3 separate regions of the Ovis aries genome follow, and all the other regions are linked to region 2. Evidence: chromatin contacts called from public Hi-C data. All regions are on one chromosome and are shown on one strand. Each heading gives the region's core, a stretch centred on a gene start, on an enhancer-like site or on the middle of the called end of the contact. The rest is flanking DNA. Distances are from core to core; before and after follow the strand shown. Region 1 overlaps GRK5 (G protein-coupled receptor kinase 5). Region 2 holds the start of GRK5 (G protein-coupled receptor kinase 5). Region 3 overlaps GRK5 (G protein-coupled receptor kinase 5).

The links. A called contact is a pair of places that touch in the nucleus more often than the background predicts.
Region 1: a contact with region 2 is called in a Hi-C map of liver, with 3 times the contacts expected there. The contact joins the enhancer-like site here to the promoter of GRK5 in region 2. A contact is called at or near these places in 12 of 16 Hi-C or Micro-C datasets (blood, hypothalamus, liver and 6 more).
Region 3: a Hi-C map of hypothalamus shows a contact between it and region 2, with 5 times the contacts expected there. The contact joins the enhancer-like site here to the promoter of GRK5 in region 2. A contact is called at or near these places in 6 of 16 Hi-C or Micro-C datasets (blood, hypothalamus, mesenteric adipose tissue and 2 more).

The regions. Positions count from the first base shown.
Region 1 is chr22:39,076,813-39,079,512 of ARS-UI_Ramb_v3.0, reverse strand. All of the region lies in intron 4 of GRK5 (G protein-coupled receptor kinase 5), which reads right to left. Among named protein-coding and RNA genes, the nearest start is that of TRNAY-GUA, 9.1 kb to the left of the region's middle. Within about 2 kb of position 1,337, at least 6 of the 54 cell types and tissues checked have an H3K27ac peak or open chromatin away from gene starts, as enhancers often do. A contact at or near this core is called in liver, where this site is marked.
Region 2 is chr22:38,887,898-38,890,597 of ARS-UI_Ramb_v3.0, reverse strand. GRK5 (G protein-coupled receptor kinase 5) reads right to left here and starts at 1,438. Exons shown (of 15, transcript XM_060404750.1): 1 at 1,207-1,438. The coding sequence starts at 1,258.
Region 3 is chr22:39,107,664-39,110,363 of ARS-UI_Ramb_v3.0, reverse strand. It overlaps GRK5 (G protein-coupled receptor kinase 5), which reads right to left. Exons shown (of 15, transcript XM_060404750.1): 11 at 2,539-2,700. Among named protein-coding and RNA genes, the nearest start is that of TRNAY-GUA, 22 kb to the right of the region's middle. Within about 2 kb of position 1,288, at least 7 of the 54 cell types and tissues checked have an H3K27ac peak or open chromatin away from gene starts, as enhancers often do. A contact at or near this core is called in hypothalamus, where this site is marked.

The DNA of each region.
Region 1 (2,700 bases), core at 88-2,587, 190 kb before region 2:
GGCTACAGTCCATAGCGTCGCAAAGAGTTGAACACGACTGAAGTGACTTAGCACACACACAACCCTAACCCCATGGCCAAACCAGCACTTTTCTGGACAAATTTAAGATGGCAAAGAGCAGGCTCACAGAGACCATCCACTGGTGAAGGGCTACTGGGTCAGGAAGTCCTCTGAACAAGTATGCCCTGCATGGGGTCCCAGCCCTTTCAGAGGGTGCCCCCGCTGACCTGGCCACCCCACGTCACAAAGGGTCGCATTCTCTGTGTCAGCGAAGTGGTGAAACACAGCCCTCACCCTCCAAGGAGGGAAAAGCAGACTGGGAAGTAAAGCATGTTGTCCCTTGCATCCTTTGCTGTTTTTAAGTGGCTTCGCAGAAATCAGGATGAAGGATGTTTTAGAGGTCAGGAAGTGAGAGCATTTTTAAACACTGGTAGAATTTAGCCAGAGGCCCTGAGAGCTGGGCAACTTTAATGAGAAAGAAAGGAAAACACACAAGTGGCCCTGACCCAGACCTTGACTTTTTTACGTCAAAAGCAAAAACGGATAATTAACAAAACGAAATGTGCCTGGACGTTGGAGCGGGAGGCCAGCCGGGCTCTGTCAACTTGATAATCCCCGGTCAAGAACTGCGGGCCCAGAGCTCGCATTGGGAGATGACTTGGTGTTTACACAGGCTGAGGGCTGGCGCTCAGGACCCAGAGAAGCAGGCTTTTTCCTGGCGAGGAGCTTGGATCCGGCCAACTCCGCTCTGGGTTAGGATGGTCACGTGCAGGTAATTCACAGTTAGGGCCCAGGTCCGATGGGGCCGGGGTGCAGAATGCTCACACCCCGGGGTGTCTCTCATTCCTTGCGTGTGAGTGGAGAGGGCACAGTGAGCCAGTGTTCCATCTTCCAGGTCACCCTCCAGTCCACAGACTCCAGACCGGCTTCAGTGTGAAGCTGTGTTGCAAATACCTTGGCCCAGGAAGACATTTCTCCCATGAAGATTTCATTCCAGGCAGCTTGGGAGTGAAGGAGGGCAGGCATCTTTCAAGATCCTGGGAAACTTGACTGAAACCCCCAGGATGTCATTTCTCTGCCCAAGACCCAGGGTCAGAGACCAGTGTCTGCCCATCCAGGGCAGTGCTGAGGGTGGGGAGGTTGTCCTCAGGAAGCCTGAGGCTGGCTTCACTGTATCCAGCCACTCTCTAAAGAGGAGTTCTGGGAAGGAAATAGCACACACACACACACACACACACACACACACACACACGCAGAGGAATGGGGTTCAGAGGCAGAGCCGGCTCCACCAGCATCAAAGGAGACTCCCATTTTCTGCCCTGGAAGGTCACAAGAAAGGAAGAGGAACTTGGACAGGCGTGCCCTGGCCTGCTGTGAGGAGCCCCGAGATGTCAGGCTGAAGACAGAGAGGGCGTGTTTTCCAGGGAAGTTAGCAGGGAGAAATAAATATGTCTATCTGAGGGATCCAACCAGTCCATCCTAAAGGAGATTAGTCCTGGGTGTTCACTGGAAGGATTGATGTTGAAGCTGAAACTCCAATACTTTGGCCACCTGATGCAAACAGCTGACTCATTTGAAAAGATCCTGATGCTGGGAAAGATTGGGGGCAGGAGGAGAAGGGGACGACAGAGGATGAGATGGTTGGAAGGCGTCACTGACTCAATGGACATGAGTTTGGGTGGACTCCAGGAGCTGGTGATGGGAGGCCTGGCGTGCTGCGCTTCATGGGGTAGCAAAGAGTTGGACACAACTGAGCAACTGAACTGAGGGACAATTACACAGTTGTTGAAAATGCTGTGCAGAGAGTCTGGGACATGAGAAAATGCTAATGATACAGCATAAAGGCTGGGCATCAAGAAGTGGATCACACACAGGAGGGTCCAGCCGATCCACACAGCCCTCAGCCCACCTGCCACCCCCACCCCAACTAGCTCCTTCATGAAGCAGCTCGAAAGGTGCCTTTGGTCAACCTCTGATAAGACGACACAGTGGAAAGGAAAGCAACCAGGTTCTAGAACCAGACAGACTGGGGTAACATCTCATCATCACTCTTTCTCTGTTCTTTTTCTTTACTTGTGGTCAAATAGACATAGCAGAGAGATTGCCATTTTAACCATTTAGTGGCATTAACTGCAGTCATAACGTTGACTATTACCACCATCTTTTCTCAAATTTTCTTATCATCCCAAACAAAAACTCTATAGCCATTAAGCAGTAACTCCCCATCCCTTCCCCTGAAACTCTGGTAAGCTTTAGTTTTGTCTCAATGAATTTGCCTACGCTGGACATTTCATGTAAGTGGAATCATACAAATGTGGCCCTTTTTGTCTGATTTCTTTCACTTGGGCTTCCCATGTGGCTCAGCTGGTAAAGAATCTGCCTGCAATGCAGGAGACCTGGGTTCGATCTCTGGGTTGGGAAGATCCCCTGAAGAAAGGAAAGGCTAGGCACTCAAGGCTATTCTGGCCTAGAGAATTCCATGGATCATATAGTCCATGGGGTCTCAAAGAGTTGGACACGACTGAGCGACTTTCACTCCTTCATTTCACTTCTTTCACTTAGCCTAATGTTTTCAAGATTCTTTCATGCTCTAGCAGGTATCAGGACTTCATGCCTATTTATGGCTGAATAATATTCCATTGTATGACAGACCTCATTTTGCTTATCCATTCATCCGCTGATGGACACGGCTTGTTTCTA
Region 2 (2,700 bases), core at 189-2,688:
AGGTGATGGAATCAGCTGGATCAACATGAACAGTTTTACTGCTGGCCAGCAAAGTCTTCCTTCATTCATCAGAGTGTGTGAATGAAAAATATTAAGAAGTAAATAGGGCGTTTTCGTGGACTGCTCGCCTTGTACTCTTCTGAAGTCAAGACCTTACTGAGACTGCATTCGACCTTGGGTGTCAAATAAAGCCTCCTCCCATGAAAGGGAAAACCACTTCCCTTTTCATAAAAAGGCTGCACCCAGAGCTCAAATCTTGGCAAAAGAAATGTTACATAAATTCCAGGTGTTCCTAAATATGTATGCTTACCCGCACAGAATCATTTTAGGAAGCATCTTAAGTTTCTGGGCCACTTTCTCTCTCACCCCTTCCCTCTCTCCATCTCAAGGAAGAGTCAAAAAGTGCGTTTATAGTCTCGACTTAGCTTCTTACCCACTCCATTTAGACGATATTTCCTGCTAACCTAATGCAGAAAATCTAATGATTTGCATCCAAAACACATCTAAGCAATGGCACACTTACCTTTCTTTTCTTAATTAAGCCAAAACACAAAAAAATCCACTTAATCTCTCCCTCCTCAATGGGGGGAAAAACCACCCCTGAAATCATGTATTCTTTTCTACATGATTTGCACAACCATCCTCTCGTTATGTGAACAGGCTAATTCCTCAACATCTTACTTTGCCTTTAAAAGGCTTCCTTCCACACGACGGGATTTCCCTAAGAAACATTCCCAGCGGATGGTTTCCAGCAATAACCTATATCAACTCAGCCGGCGCCCCTCCACCCCCAACACACACACACACACACACACACACACACACACACACACGAATTCACTCACAGAACCATCCCGGGCCAACTCGGAAAAGCTGTTTGATTTGCATGTTTGCCCATCTCTTCCTGAATGAACGCCTTTCCAACTGACCTTTCAACAGCTGCCGAGAAGGCACGGCACGGTAAGGTTAGAGCTGGAAACTAGGGAATCTGTTTTAGCATCCTAATCCTTGCAACCTCGAGGTGACGTTTCCCCTTCTCTGCCCAAGTCCAGGTTCCCCGAGCACAAGGGCAGGAACCGTGAAGCGTTTGCCGAGCACTCTCCGAGGTGCCCTGCTCCCGACCAAACTCACTGCGGGCATCCCGCACCCGCCCGATACCCCGGCTCGTGGCGAAGGCGCCAGGCACGCACCCGCCCTGCCTCTTACCTTCCCTGGCTTTCAGCAAGACCGTGTTGGCCACGATGTTTTCCAGCTCCATTGACAGTCGGCGGTCAGCGAGGGAGCCGGCCGGCGGGGCTGTCAGCGCCTGACGGTGCTGCCGCTGCTGCTGCTGCCGCTGCTTGGGCTGCTGCCGCTGCTTGCCGGAGCCGGGAGCGAGCAGCCCGCCTAGCCTACCGCATTATTCTTTGCTCTTATCCCTCGGAGTTTCCACCTCTGCAAAGAGGAGCCGCCGCCGCCGCTTCTTCCTCCCTCTGTGTCCCCCCTCCCCCCCCTCCCTCAACAGTTTCCCCCCCACCCCCCACCCTGCGCGCTGCTCTGTCACTCCATTCTCCTCCCCTCGGGCTCCCGCGGATGCTTTAATGCTTCGGATGCTTCTGCCTCCCCTCTGTCCGTCCCGGGGGTGTGGTACTCGCAGGCTGGGGCGGCCTCACTGCGCAGGCGCTGGGCCGAGCCACGCCTCCCGCTCCGGCCCTCGCGGCGCGGGGCCTGCTGGGACTTGTAGTTCGGCCCGGCGCGCTGGGCTGGGGCCGGGACTGGCGCGCGGCTGCGGGAATCCGAGAACCGCCCTGGGACGTGCCTTCGGAGGGAAGGCGGTGGGGCGTGCAGCGAGCGAGTCAAAGGCGGCTCGGCGGAGCTGAAGCTCCCCCCGCCCAACTCCAGTCCTGGGGCCCGTTCTCGCATATCCATGCCGGGGGAGGAGGGGTGGTCCCACTCGCCCGCTTCCCGCCCTGCCGAATGCCCAGAAAGCGAAGTGCACGGGCCACGGCGAGGGCGGGGCGAAGCGCTGCGTCCGGGCAGGAGCTGGTGGCGGTTCTGGCCCCCCGCGTGGCGTGCTCGGGATGGAAGGGAGGTCAGGCCGGCCGGGCCTGCACCCCGGCTTCCTCCGGGGCACGCCAAGCCCACGTGGGCAGGGGGCTGCAGCCCAAAGGCGGCCAGGCACGCCCGCGGGCCCCGCACGCGGCGGCCGGCCGAGGTGCTGCCGTCGCACACGCGCTCGGTGGGTGACAAAGGTGTACTTTGTTTTTCGTCCGAGGGCGCGAAGGGGGATCCGCGAGTAGGCGGCGACTCGGCGCTGGCGGCAGCATCGATACCCGCGCAGCCTGAGCGCCCCTCGGCGGCCGCGGGATGGAAGCGCGGCGGTGGGGCCACGCGGACGACGGGTCCACCCCCAGGTTTCTCTGCGCCCCGGGACACCCGTCTGCGACTCCGGGGATCCCGGCGTGGGATGCGGACCGGTTCAACTAATAACCTGCCTTCCACCACACGGGGCCGCGAATCAAGAATCTTCATTCCAACCCAACTGATATTAATAAAAACGCAGACTGAATCGCCGGGGTCAGAAATATGAGTAGGTTAACAGCACCAAGTCTGTGTTAGACATTCGTTTTCCAAGTCCAGGCTTATTCATCTTGGGGCTCTTAGTGCCTTTCCACTGTATGCTCAGAACGTCGGGCCCCAGATCTGTGCTCAGCGTCGCCT
Region 3 (2,700 bases), core at 39-2,538, 220 kb before region 2:
AATGTTGGCAGGTGTCCAGGGCTTCTGCTTTTTTCAAAAGAAGCCAGAAAATCCAGGTTTTTATGTGACTGCCCCATTTAAAAATCTTGACAACCCACTATTCACTTTTTTTCTAAAACACTGTTCAGCTAAAATAAACACCCAACTATATGTTGCCTGTTTGCAAGCTGGGCATCAGGTCAAGAGTTCACAAATATTATATCAGGTATAAACCAGGAGAAGCAAGAGGGAGAGATGCTGTGAGTTTAGGTGGATGGGGCAGGCAGAGAGGGCTTCCTGGAAGAGGATGACTAGAGATGGGCTGGAAGGATGGGTGAGACTGAGAGGGATACAGGGCTAGTGGGGAAGGAACAGTGCTGGGACTCAGCAGGGGCCTAATAAAGGTGGGGGCTGAGGTCTGGGCTTAGGGACTGGACCCAGGAGACAGGACAATAAGACGCATCCCCTTCTGGACCACAGGGGCAGTGGAGGGGGTTTTGTGGCTGCCAAGATGGAATGGGGGCTGGGGACTAACTTTATTGCTGTTTGTAGAAAAGTCTTCCTCAGCAGGTGGGGGCTGGAGCTGCCCAGGGCCTCCGTGGTCTTCTTACGATCAGGCCCTGCTATGTCCTGAGCCTGGTGTCCCTTGGTAGTGACAGGGCGAGCCTGGCTGCCAGACCAGATGGGTTGAGGTTACGGGCATGGAAGTCCAAGATCAGACTCCCAAGACCTCAGGGTCATTTTCAAGGAAGCAGAGCAAGACCAGAGGGCTCCAGAGGTTCTTCTAGCTGAGAAAGATGAGGGGACCTTGGTTTTGACGTTTGCACCTATGAGCCCAGGTTTGCCTGGAGCTCCAGGCTCAGCTGCCGCCTTCCCTGTAGTGGCCCCCAGGGGGCAGCAGAGGAACAGCAGTGCCCAGGAGCCGATGACTGTGGGCAGGGGGCCCTCTGTGCCTCTCTGTCCTCTCAGCGGGTCCCCTGTTGCTCTTAGAGTGTCTCAGAACGGCTTCTCTGAATTCCTGACCCTGACCCAGGGCACTTGCTGATGCACTGACCTTCTGTCCCTCACCCAGTTAGGTCCCAGCGGCTAGGTACCTAGTTGCAACATCGAGTATTGTTAACTCCCCTTTCGACCCCCAGGTTTCAGCCATTCCCCTGCCTCTTGCTGCCTTGCTCCTCTTGTCCCTCTATCCCAGCTCTGGCTGCCGTGACTACCTGTCTCCTTGGGGGCTGCCCAGCTGCAGGCTGGCCCAGGCGTGTGGTCCGGGCATGTGTTTGCTGTGTACACGCCATGCCTCCCTCACGGCCTCTCACACACGCAAATGACAGATCTATGGTTCCTCTTTGGAAGTGATCAGATGGCAGCTCTAAGCCAACTCCTTCTCTCCGTGCCTCTGCGACGTCAGACTGAGGCTGGTGAGAGGAAGTGGTCAGGCAGCGGGTGGCCAGCTCCAGGAGGGCGGCCTTCTGGGGGCGGGAGCGAGGCCAGATGGCTCCGGGGCCCCTAGCAGTGCAGCCTCGGGTTTTCTAGAAGCAGGCCTTCGCTACTTTCCATCAGTTTCCCAGGCCTGCCTTTCTCTGGACCCCGGCCTGGTTGTTGATGTCCACATTTCAGACCCTGAGGGTCAGATCCTGGTCTTGCTGTTCTAGTTGCAGAGCAGAGGAAGGGACCTGGGGGTTCGCAAGTGCCAAGCGTTGGGCACTCAGGCCCTTTCTGTCCCCGCGTGGCTGGCGTTAGAGGGCGGCTGGCATTAGTGGGCAGCTCCCAGCACAGCAGTACTGAACCCAGAGGGAAGAGGGCCCTAGGGGGCACAAGTGGGACTCGGAAGCCAGAGAGCCAGGCAGGGAAGGAAGCAGGCCCCCCGGAATCAAGGAGAAGGGCCTCAGTCCAAGGGCGGACTCTCTCCAGCTTCACTTGTGAGGTCCTGCCACCTTATCCTCTATCCGGCTTCCAGCCCCCCAGTCTGGCCCCTGCCCACCAGCCTGACTAAAGGTCACACCTCGAGTGAGCCCTGCCGGGGGCTGGGTCAAATTCTCTATCCATGGATGCTGTCACTCAGGACCTCAGCAAGTGTGACCAACACTCCATGTAGTGGGTGGAAAACATGAGTAAATGATGTTCGAAGGCCGAAAATATCACCACCCACTGCCTGCAGCCCCTGGCCCCAGAGCAGCACCAGGGACCCAGAGCTGGATGGCACAGGAGGCCCAAGGTCAAGGGTAGGGGCTGTCCTGATGCCTTTGTATCTTGGGGGCCAGCTGGGACATCCCCTTTCTCCCCCATGCTGACCTCCCCCCAGAGCTGGACATAAGGGTGCCTCTCCTTGCTCACTGCAGCCCCCCTCCCTTGTCACGGAGCCACCCTGCCCCACCCCAGGCTCCCTCCTGGAAGCGTCTGTCAAACACCCCAGTCCACAGACCTTGCGGCTTCATTGCCCACACCCTGGCATGCCCTGCCCCTGCTCCCATCTGCCTGTTTGCTGTTCTCGGCTAGGGGCCGGGAGGGGAGCCGGCACTGGACACCGGCCCTAGGGCGATGTCTGGCTCACTGGGAGCTCACCATTTTGCAGATGGACTTGGCCTCCTCGGAGAACTTGTGCGAGTACACCTCCTCCGTCTCCAACACCCGGCGGTCCACCTCCTCCCGCTTTACCTTCTCCTTGCGGCCGCGGAAGGGCGACTGGCCCTCGATCATCTCGTAGATGAGGCAGCCCAGACCCCA